3 separate regions of the Macaca mulatta genome follow, and regions 2 and 3 are each linked to region 1. A link is a contact called in public Hi-C data. All regions are on one chromosome and are shown on one strand. Each heading gives the region's core, a stretch centred on a gene start, on an enhancer-like site or on the middle of the called end of the contact. The rest is flanking DNA. Distances are from core to core; before and after follow the strand shown. Region 1 holds the start of BAHCC1 (BAH domain and coiled-coil containing 1). Region 2 overlaps LOC144336057. Region 3 holds the start of ACTG1 (actin gamma 1).

The links. Hi-C and Micro-C count contacts between places; a contact is called where the count stands out from the background.
Region 2: a contact with region 1 is called in a Hi-C map of fetal cortex germinal zone, with 2.8 times the contacts expected there. The contact joins the enhancer-like site here to the promoter of BAHCC1 in region 1. A contact is called at or near these places in 6 of 14 Hi-C or Micro-C datasets (blood, cortical neurons, fetal cortex germinal zone and 3 more).
Region 3: a contact with region 1 is called in a Hi-C map of fetal cortical plate, with 3 times the contacts expected there. The contact joins the promoter of ACTG1 here to the promoter of BAHCC1 in region 1. A contact is called at or near these places in 3 of 14 Hi-C or Micro-C datasets (cortical neurons, fetal cortex germinal zone and fetal cortical plate).

The regions. Positions count from the first base shown.
Region 1 is chr16:91,097,824-91,100,523 of T2T-MMU8v2.0, reverse strand. BAHCC1 (BAH domain and coiled-coil containing 1) reads right to left here and starts at 1,443. Exons shown (of 28, transcript XM_077973176.1): 1 at 1,267-1,443.
Region 2 is chr16:91,192,048-91,194,747 of T2T-MMU8v2.0, reverse strand. All of the region lies in intron 1 of LOC144336057, which reads left to right. Among named protein-coding and RNA genes, the nearest start is that of ACTG1, 25 kb to the left of the region's middle. Within about 2 kb of position 1,382, at least 31 of the 40 cell types and tissues checked have an H3K27ac peak or open chromatin away from gene starts, as enhancers often do. A contact at or near this core is called in blood, fetal cortex germinal zone, fetal cortical plate and 1 more, where this site is marked.
Region 3 is chr16:91,216,801-91,219,500 of T2T-MMU8v2.0, reverse strand. ACTG1 (actin gamma 1) reads left to right here and starts at 1,297. Exons shown (of 6, transcript XM_015120580.3): 1 at 1,297-1,364; 2 at 1,734-1,862; 3 at 1,952-2,191; 4 at 2,465-2,700. The coding sequence starts at 1,740. It overlaps LOC144336058, which reads right to left and starts at 1,110. Exons shown (of 4, transcript XM_077973370.1): 1 at 494-1,110; 2 at 114-257. The coding sequence starts at 717.

The sequences.
Region 1 (2,700 bases), core at 194-2,693:
GTCAGGCTGAGCTAAGGGAGGAAACGGAGCGAAAAGTGATGGCGGGCAGAGGACCCCGGGCGGGCGGAGAATCGCTGACGAGGGCATTTCGGGAAGAGCTGAACCTCGGAGCACAGGGCTCCTTCCCGGGAAGGCAGGGCGTGACCCCGGAGCCGCGGGTCCCTCTTCCCGCGGCCGCAGGCGTGGCTGGCGCGCTCCAGGATCTGGGGCTTCTACAGGTTTGCTTTGTTTTCTGCTTTTGCATCTAAAAACCCGCTCTCTCCTCGCCCGCCTGTCGGAGACCCGGACTCCGACCCGTCTGCCTCCCTCCGGCGCCGTCTCCGGGAGCGCGGGCGCGGTGGGGCCTGCAGGCCGGGCTGGGACCTGGCGCGCCCGGGGGCGCTAGTGGCTCGGCCGCCGCCGCAGAACCCGCTCCCTGCGAAACAGCCGCACCCGCTCCCGAGGAGAGTCATGAGAACTAGGGTCGCGCCTGACCCGCGCGCCTGAGGAAAACCAGCCCGCGGGCCCCGCCACACGGGCCGTGACCCGAGCCCCGCGCGCTGTCCCGAACGCACGGTGATAACGCCCCGCTGCGCCAGCCTCGCTCGGCCCCCCTCCTCCACCCCTTCTCCGAAAAAAAAATTCTGAAATGGGAACGAAGACCGAAAAACTCGCCATGACCGTTTCCCTCCCCGGCCCCTAGCTTCGGCCCGGAAGGCCCTTCAGGGCAGCGGCCGTGGGTACCACGAGCCGGCCGGTTCCCCTAGCCGCGGACCGACCGGGCGGGGCCAACTCAGGACTGCTCCGGGGAGGGGAGCAGGGTAGGGGAGCGAATAGTAGGGGTTCGTTCGTGGGTCACCCAAAGCTGGGAGCACGCTGGCGGCGCCCGGACTTCGCCGACTGTCCGCCCGGTGCCACCCGCGCGGCTCGCGCCAGACGCAGCCTGGCGGTCCCTGTCCTGTCTCGAGTATTTATTTTTAATGCTGGGTGTCGATCGAGACAACAAGCGTTCAGAGCAAAGCAAGGACGCATTACGGGGGGAATTTTAAACCGATCGATAAGATTTTTCAGAGAAAAAAATCGCTTATATAGTCCATATTTTTTAAGAAAAAAAAGCTTCGACATTTTAACGGATTTTGTTAAAAGGGAAGGTATATATTTCTTAACATCACAACCCTGAATTTCTTTTGCTAAAAAAAAAAAAAATGTAAAACCCCAAAGCCAGAATAAAAAATAATAATAAAAATACAAAAACAAAAAAAAATGAAAGCAATTTCAGTTACTTACTGGAGGCTGTTTCCTGGATACAACTGAATGCAATACAATTAAATCAGTAAATGTGACTTTGTTTTGTATTCCTATTGGTATTTTCAATGTGCTGACTGTTGCACTGTAAATGCACCGCTTCCACAACAACGACTCTAGCGAGCCCATCCAGAGCGGCTCTCAAACCTGCAGCCTGGCGCCGCGAGCCACGGGCCCTGCATACTAATAAGCTCGTGCCACTCAGCCCGGAGCAGCCAGCGCGCTGATTGGCCGCGCAGCCCTCCGCGGCCGGGAGCTCGTGCCACTCATTCGGCGTAAACAGGCCTCCCAATAGGCTGGCGCCGGGCCAGGGAGCTGCCAATCAGGAAGCAGCGGGGCTACTACCAAGCCCGATGGCGCCTAATTCAAGCCCGGCGACTGCGCAGCTCCTCTGCGCAGATCATTGCTGCTGAATGGGAATGTGGTGGCGCAGGGCAGGAGAGGGAGCTGGAACCAGCGAGTGCGCGTGTCCCGGCGGAGGGGGAGGCGTATACACAGACACAGACACACACACACACATATATGTTTAATCCAGCAGGTCTAACGTTTGGCTTCTGCCGCACAGAAGGCCAAAGGAAGAAATACCACCACCCCTTAAAAGTAGCTACTTTTTCTCCCTGCGATCTGTCTGGCAGGTGGCAGGTAGGCCAGACCTCCAAGCCCAGAGGCCTCCCCAGGTTGCCTGGCCCATCTACCGCTCTGAGGCTGCTGCCTGCCCGGACCCGAGCTCACAGATCCACGTACGTCCGCTGCTTGGGCAGTACAAGCTTTGAATAGCCCGCCCGGCCCTCTCCTCCCCCTGACCTGGGGATCAGACCCTGGGAAGTGAGTTCTGAGTCTCCAGCCGTCTACATTAGTGGCTCTCAATTTTATCTCCCTCTGCCACACTTTGCAACAGAGCAACTACTAAAATGAAAATCAGGGATTTATTGAGAAGACAAGGATTGCCCTTTCTTCATCTACACCTAGATTTAAAAAATATTTTCAGCTCGATAAGGGGGGAAGGGGATATGGTGTGGTAAACCATGTATAGTATTTCTCAATGCTGCTCCCTGTCTGCATATCTGCTAAATCCTCACTCCAACTAAAGCAAGCTACTGAACAATTTTTATCGTAATCAGATGCAAACCACTTCTAAAATATTCTGCAAACAAATATTTCTGTTAGAATTTGGTTTCCCACCCAAATGCTATTTATTCTCAGGGAGTCGAGGTGATGTCTTAGTGGCGATGGATACATTTATTTTTGCTCCTCTTTCTCCCTGTGAATCTCTGCCTCCCCCTCTGGGGGAAAAAAGGATATTTAAACTAGAAGCCAAATGACAGATTCACACGCATTCGAAATTCTCCACCGTCTCATTCCAGCAGGGACACGAAAGAGTTAAACTCAAAGCCTGCTGTCTCTCTGTTTCCCCGC
Region 2 (2,700 bases), core at 133-2,632, 94 kb before region 1:
GAGCAAGAAGAGCAGTCCTCAGAGGGATGGGCACGCAGAGGCCCCGGGGCGAGCACAGCCTGGGTGCATTCCAGGAGCTGCAGGGAGGCCAGGTCAGCGCCGTGGGGGCTGGGGCAGGGGGCCAGGCTAGCTGGGGGTCTGTGGGTTCCGGGAATGCTTTGGCTTCTGCTCTGAGTGCTGGGCGTGTAGACTGTCAACTCTCCAGGTGCAGGGCAGACAGGTGGTATGAGGCCCAGTTTGCCAGAGCATGGAGCTCCAAGCCTTGTGACCCAGAGGTTTACATGCTGGTGGGAACCCTGGGTCCGCAGGCCAGAGTTGGCTCCTCTGCAGAGCTCCTGGTCGGCCCGCCTCTGCCCTTCTCTCCAGGACCTGGGGGTCCTGCTCTACAGCCAGGCGGCCCTTGGGGAGCAAAGATCCGCGCCAGTGAGAATCTAACATATCCCCAAGCCCCCACAGCAACAAGGGTTGAGGGATCAAAGGACGGTCGGGATGGTGGGAGGTGGCAGTGGCCTTGGTTGGGGCGGGGGCGTGCTGCTGACTTTAGTGCTCTCCGGTTACTGCATAGGGGTGAACTGCTTGCCAGCCCCCACCCGTGTCCCTCTGCAAAGTGCTCCTGGCATCAAGCTGGGCTCCCCGGCGGCTCAGCCTCCATGTTCTCTTCTGGGCAAGGGGAGTCCTGGGCCAGTGCCCGCTGTCCAGCCTCGCTGTGCCCCGCAGCCCATTCCCTTTCCTGGAGACCCTGAGAGGCCTGGAGGGCCCAGGCGTCGGGGTCGGGTCAGTAGGCTGCCCAGGTCAGCTGAGGCCCGGTCAGTGCGAGGGGTTTTGTCGGAACCAAGGCCGCGGCTACCTGAGGACTTTGTGCAGAGCTCCGCTCGGGCCACCTGGGGGGGCCGAGGCTGGGAGACCCGCAGGGCCCCCTAGCAGCGCCCTCTGCCCCCTTAGCGACCTCTCCCAGACCAAGGTAGGGCCGGAGGGGACAGTGCCCGAGGGCAGCGGAGCCGGAAACGGGAGCGGGCACAACCCGGCCCCGGAACATCCCGGCGGCCCCGGGGCCTTTAGAGCCCGCGAGGGGCCGTCTCCTCGGGCGCGGTAGGGCCTGGGCTCTCAGCCTTCCCGCCGACCTCGGGAAAAGCCCCCCAGCCTCTCCACCCGGCAGCTGGAGGAGGCCCGTCCGGGGTTGGGGACAGCGCGATAGACCCGCCTGGGGCTAGGCCGAGGGCTGGGGGTCGCGGGCCGCGGGGAGCGCATGTATGAGACGCTTTTCCCGGCCCGCCGGGAGGCAGGACAGCGCCCCAACTCCAGAAGCCTGCGCTGCGTCCGTCCGCAGACCGCCGGGGAGGGCCGAGTGCGCACGCGCCTGACGCTGTCCCCACCGCGCGCCGTGATTGGCCCGGGCGGCCGCGCTCTCGGCCAATGGGTGCGTGGCTTCTGGCTCGCCGCGGGCCTCTGGGGCTAGGGGCGGGGAGGGTCAGTCTCCGGCCGGGTCTCGCGGCCTGGGGAGGCCTGCGCCGGCCCGCGGGGTCGTTCCTTCAAGCCGCCCGCTGCCGCTCCGGAGACGAGGCCAGCGAGTCCGTGATCCCGGCCGCCCCCAGTAGTGAGCCCGTGCGCAGAAGCGCCGGCAGAGAGACGCGGAGCCCCGTCCCACCTGGCCGGGCCTGCCCCTCGCAGGGCCTCCCCGTCGACCCCCGGCCAGCCCCGCTCTCCCTGCTCCCATCCTGCGGGTCAGAAAAACAATGCTTGACTGGAGGGGGCCCGTGTCTGTCGTCCCAGCCACTCGGGAGGCCGAGGCGGGAGGACCGCTTGAGCTCGGGAGGTGGAGGCTACAGTGAGCTGTGATTGCGCCGCTGCACTCCAGCCTGGGCCATAGAGCGAGACCCTGTCTCTAAACAAAACAAAACAACAGTGCTTAGAAAGCAAACAAGCCTGTTGCCAAAAACTATCCACAAAAATTAGCAGTGGTCATCTCTAGGTGGTGGGGTTGGAGGTAAATAAAAAATATTGTGACTGGGCGTGGTGGCTCACAGCTGTAATCCCAGCACCGCAGGCAGGAGTTCGATACCAGCCTGGCCAACATGGTGAAACCCCCGTCTCTACTGAAAATACACACACGGCCGGGCGCGGTGGCTCAAGCCTGTAATCCCAGCACTTTGGGAGGCCGAGACGGGCGGATCACGAGGTCAGGAGATCGAGACCATCCTGGCTAACACAGTGAAACCCCGTCTCTACTAAAAAAATACAAAAAAACTAGCTGGGCGAGGTGGTGGGCGCCTGTAGTCCCAGCTACTCGGGAGGCTGAGGCAGGAGAATGGCGTAAACCCGGGAGGCGGAGCTTTCAGTGAGCCGAGATCTGGCCACTGCACTCCAGCCTGGGTGACAGAGCAAGACTCCGCCTCAAAAAAAAAAAAAAAGAAAAAAGAAAATACACACACAAACACACACACACACACACACACACACACACTCACACACACACACATTAGCCGGGCGGGCGTGGTGGTGTGCACCTGTAATCTCAGCTACTCAGGAGGCTGAGGCAGGAGAATCACTTGAGCCTGGGCAAGGTGGAGGTCACAGTGAGCCGAGATCGTGTCACTGCACTCCAGCCTGGGTGACAGAATGAGACCCTGTCTCAAAAAAAAAATTTTTTTTTCCATCTCTGTGAATTATTTCAGTCAGTGTTAGAATATTGTTTGTATGAAA
Region 3 (2,700 bases), core at 48-2,547, 120 kb before region 1:
GACCTTAGGCACGGGGCTCGGCGTCCGGGGTGACTGCAGCCCGCAGGTGGGCTGGGCGGGCCGCCGTGCCTGACTCGCTGTTCTCACTCCCAAACACGGGGTCGCGAGCTAACCTTGCAGGGCTCGGCACTCCGCGTGGGGACCCTGGCCCCGTCCCCCAGCCTGTCGAGTCAAGCTGAACGCCCCGCGACCTCGGGCGAGTCCGTCGCCTCACTGCGCGGCCTGACTGCCACCCCTCCGCGGCCGGCGCTCCAACCCTGAAAATTCCAGCGGTGCACAAGGAAGCTGTAGTGCCGGGCGCCTCTCGGGGTGTGTAACCAAAGCACCGGCGCCGCTCCGGGCAAGGAGTGAGCGCCCCGAACCAGCCAGTGCCTAAACCCACGCAGCCCTGACCCCTGCCCTTAATTAGCATCATAAAAAGACGAGGGGATCCCCCCGACCGTCCGAGACTGCGGAGCCGACCTTCAAGAAAGTCAGGGTTCCCGTTGTCTACCTCAGTTTCCCTATGATGTCTACAGGTGACCAGAATGAAACAAAGGCCTCGCTCCACACCACTTCCTCAACACACAAGGGGGCGGGGTGGCCCCAACCCGGAGCGCGCGCCTGCGGACAATCGGGCCTGTGATTTGAGGAGCAGGAATGAGTCGGGCAGAAAGGGGTCTCGGTCTCCAAAACAACGTAGACCCGGGGCAGGGCGTCCCGTGGAAGGACCTGCATAGTGGTGGCTGCGCTCGGGGACCAGGGCGAAGTGAGGGCTCCCCCGCGCCCAGGAATGCAGAGTGTCGGGGACCCCCGCCGCGCCCCTTCCCCAGCCCGGCACCGGCGCCCGGGCTCCTCGTGGAGCCGGAGGGGACAGGCCGCAGGGACGTCCCAGGGAGCAAAGCCCCGCAGCGTGGCCCAGGCCTTGGGGACCCAACCCAGCTCCGGCGCGGCCCCGCCCCGGCCAGGCAGTTTCGGGGCGCAGCCGCGCCCTCACCACGGCGCGACAGTCCCGGGGCGGGGCCGGGCCCGTCAGCCCTTCGGTCCTCCCGGCGACCCCCGGAGGCCGCCCCGACCCAGCCCCGCCCGATGGCCGACCCGCGCAGGGTCGCGAGCGCGCGGGGGTGGCGCGGGCGGGGCCGTTGGGAGGCGGTGCGGGCTGGGGCCGGGGCCCCACGTGTCTCTGCCGGGCGGGCCAATAGGCGCCCGGCTTTCGGAAAGATCGCCATATATGGACATGTTCTGGGGCCGCGCGCGCCGCCGGGCCGCGCGGGCGCGCCGCTTCCGCTTAAATAGCGGCGGGGGAGGCCGCGAACGGTCTCAGTCGCCGCCGCCAGCTCGCGCATCTTGTTCTTCTGCCGCTCAACTGTCCTAGTCCTCCGCCGGTAAGCACCCCGCCCCGGGGCCTGAGCTGCATGTCTCAGGCCTGCGCCTCTCGACCCCGGCTGGCCTTGCTTTGAGCTGCGGAGGCCTCGCCGCGCCTTCACCGGGAACAAAAGGCGGGGTGGGCCGGGCCGGGCGGACTGGCGTTGGGCGGGCGCCGGGGGTCCAGGGCGGGGCCCGGCCGCAGTGCAGAGTCCCGAGCCGCGGACGTTACGTAAAAGTTCCGGCCGCTGGTTTTAGGTGGTTGCGGTCTTGGAGGCTTGTGTCTCCGGGGTTGGGGCAGAGCTGCCTCTTCTCCGCGGAGGAACATTAGTGGGCTGTGGGGTTTGTCTTCGAGAGGCGCCCGCCTGAATCCGTCTTTTCCCGGGCAGGTCGCAATGGAAGAAGAGATCGCCGCCCTCGTCATTGACAATGGCTCCGGCATGTGCAAAGCTGGCTTTGCTGGGGACGATGCACCCCGAGCCGTGTTTCCCTCCATCGTCGGGCGCCCCCGACACCAGGTGAGTGGAGGGCACCGCGGGGCTCCTGGGTTCTGCGTTGCGGGGTGGGCTCGGTGCCGCCGACGAGGCTGACGGGTCAATCCCTGCAGGGCGTGATGGTGGGCATGGGCCAGAAGGACTCCTACGTGGGTGACGAGGCCCAGAGCAAGCGCGGCATCTTGACCCTGAAGTACCCTATTGAGCATGGCATTGTCACCAACTGGGACGACATGGAGAAAATCTGGCACCATACTTTCTACAATGAGCTGCGCGTGGCCCCAGAGGAGCACCCGGTGCTGCTGACCGAGGCCCCTCTGAACCCTAAGGCCAACAGAGAGAAGATGACTCAGGTGAGGCTCGGCTGACGCCCGCGCTCCCGTCGTTTCCCTTGTCATTTTTTGCCCAGCTTGATTTCTGACATTTAAGTGTTTCTTTCGCTGTTCCAGGCTCTGTTCCTCTCCCGGCATTTCCTCCCTGAAGTCTCCAGGTTTCTCATTTGGTTTCTGCCTGCGTTCTTTTCTTTTCTTCACACATCACACTGGCATGCGGCATGTTGTGGCGTGTGAGCATGGGGTGGCCGTGGGTCTCTGTCCTTGACTAAGCCGCTCCTTGTTCCTCCTCAGATTATGTTTGAGACCTTCAACACCCCGGCCATGTACGTGGCCATCCAGGCCGTGCTGTCCCTCTACGCCTCTGGGCGCACCACTGGCATTGTCATGGACTCTGGCGACGGGGTCACCCACACGGTGCCCATCTACGAGGGCTACGCCCTCCCCCACGCCATCCTGCGTCTGGACCTGGCTGGCCGGGACCTGACTGACTACCTCATGAAGATCCTCACCGAGCGTGGCTACAGCTT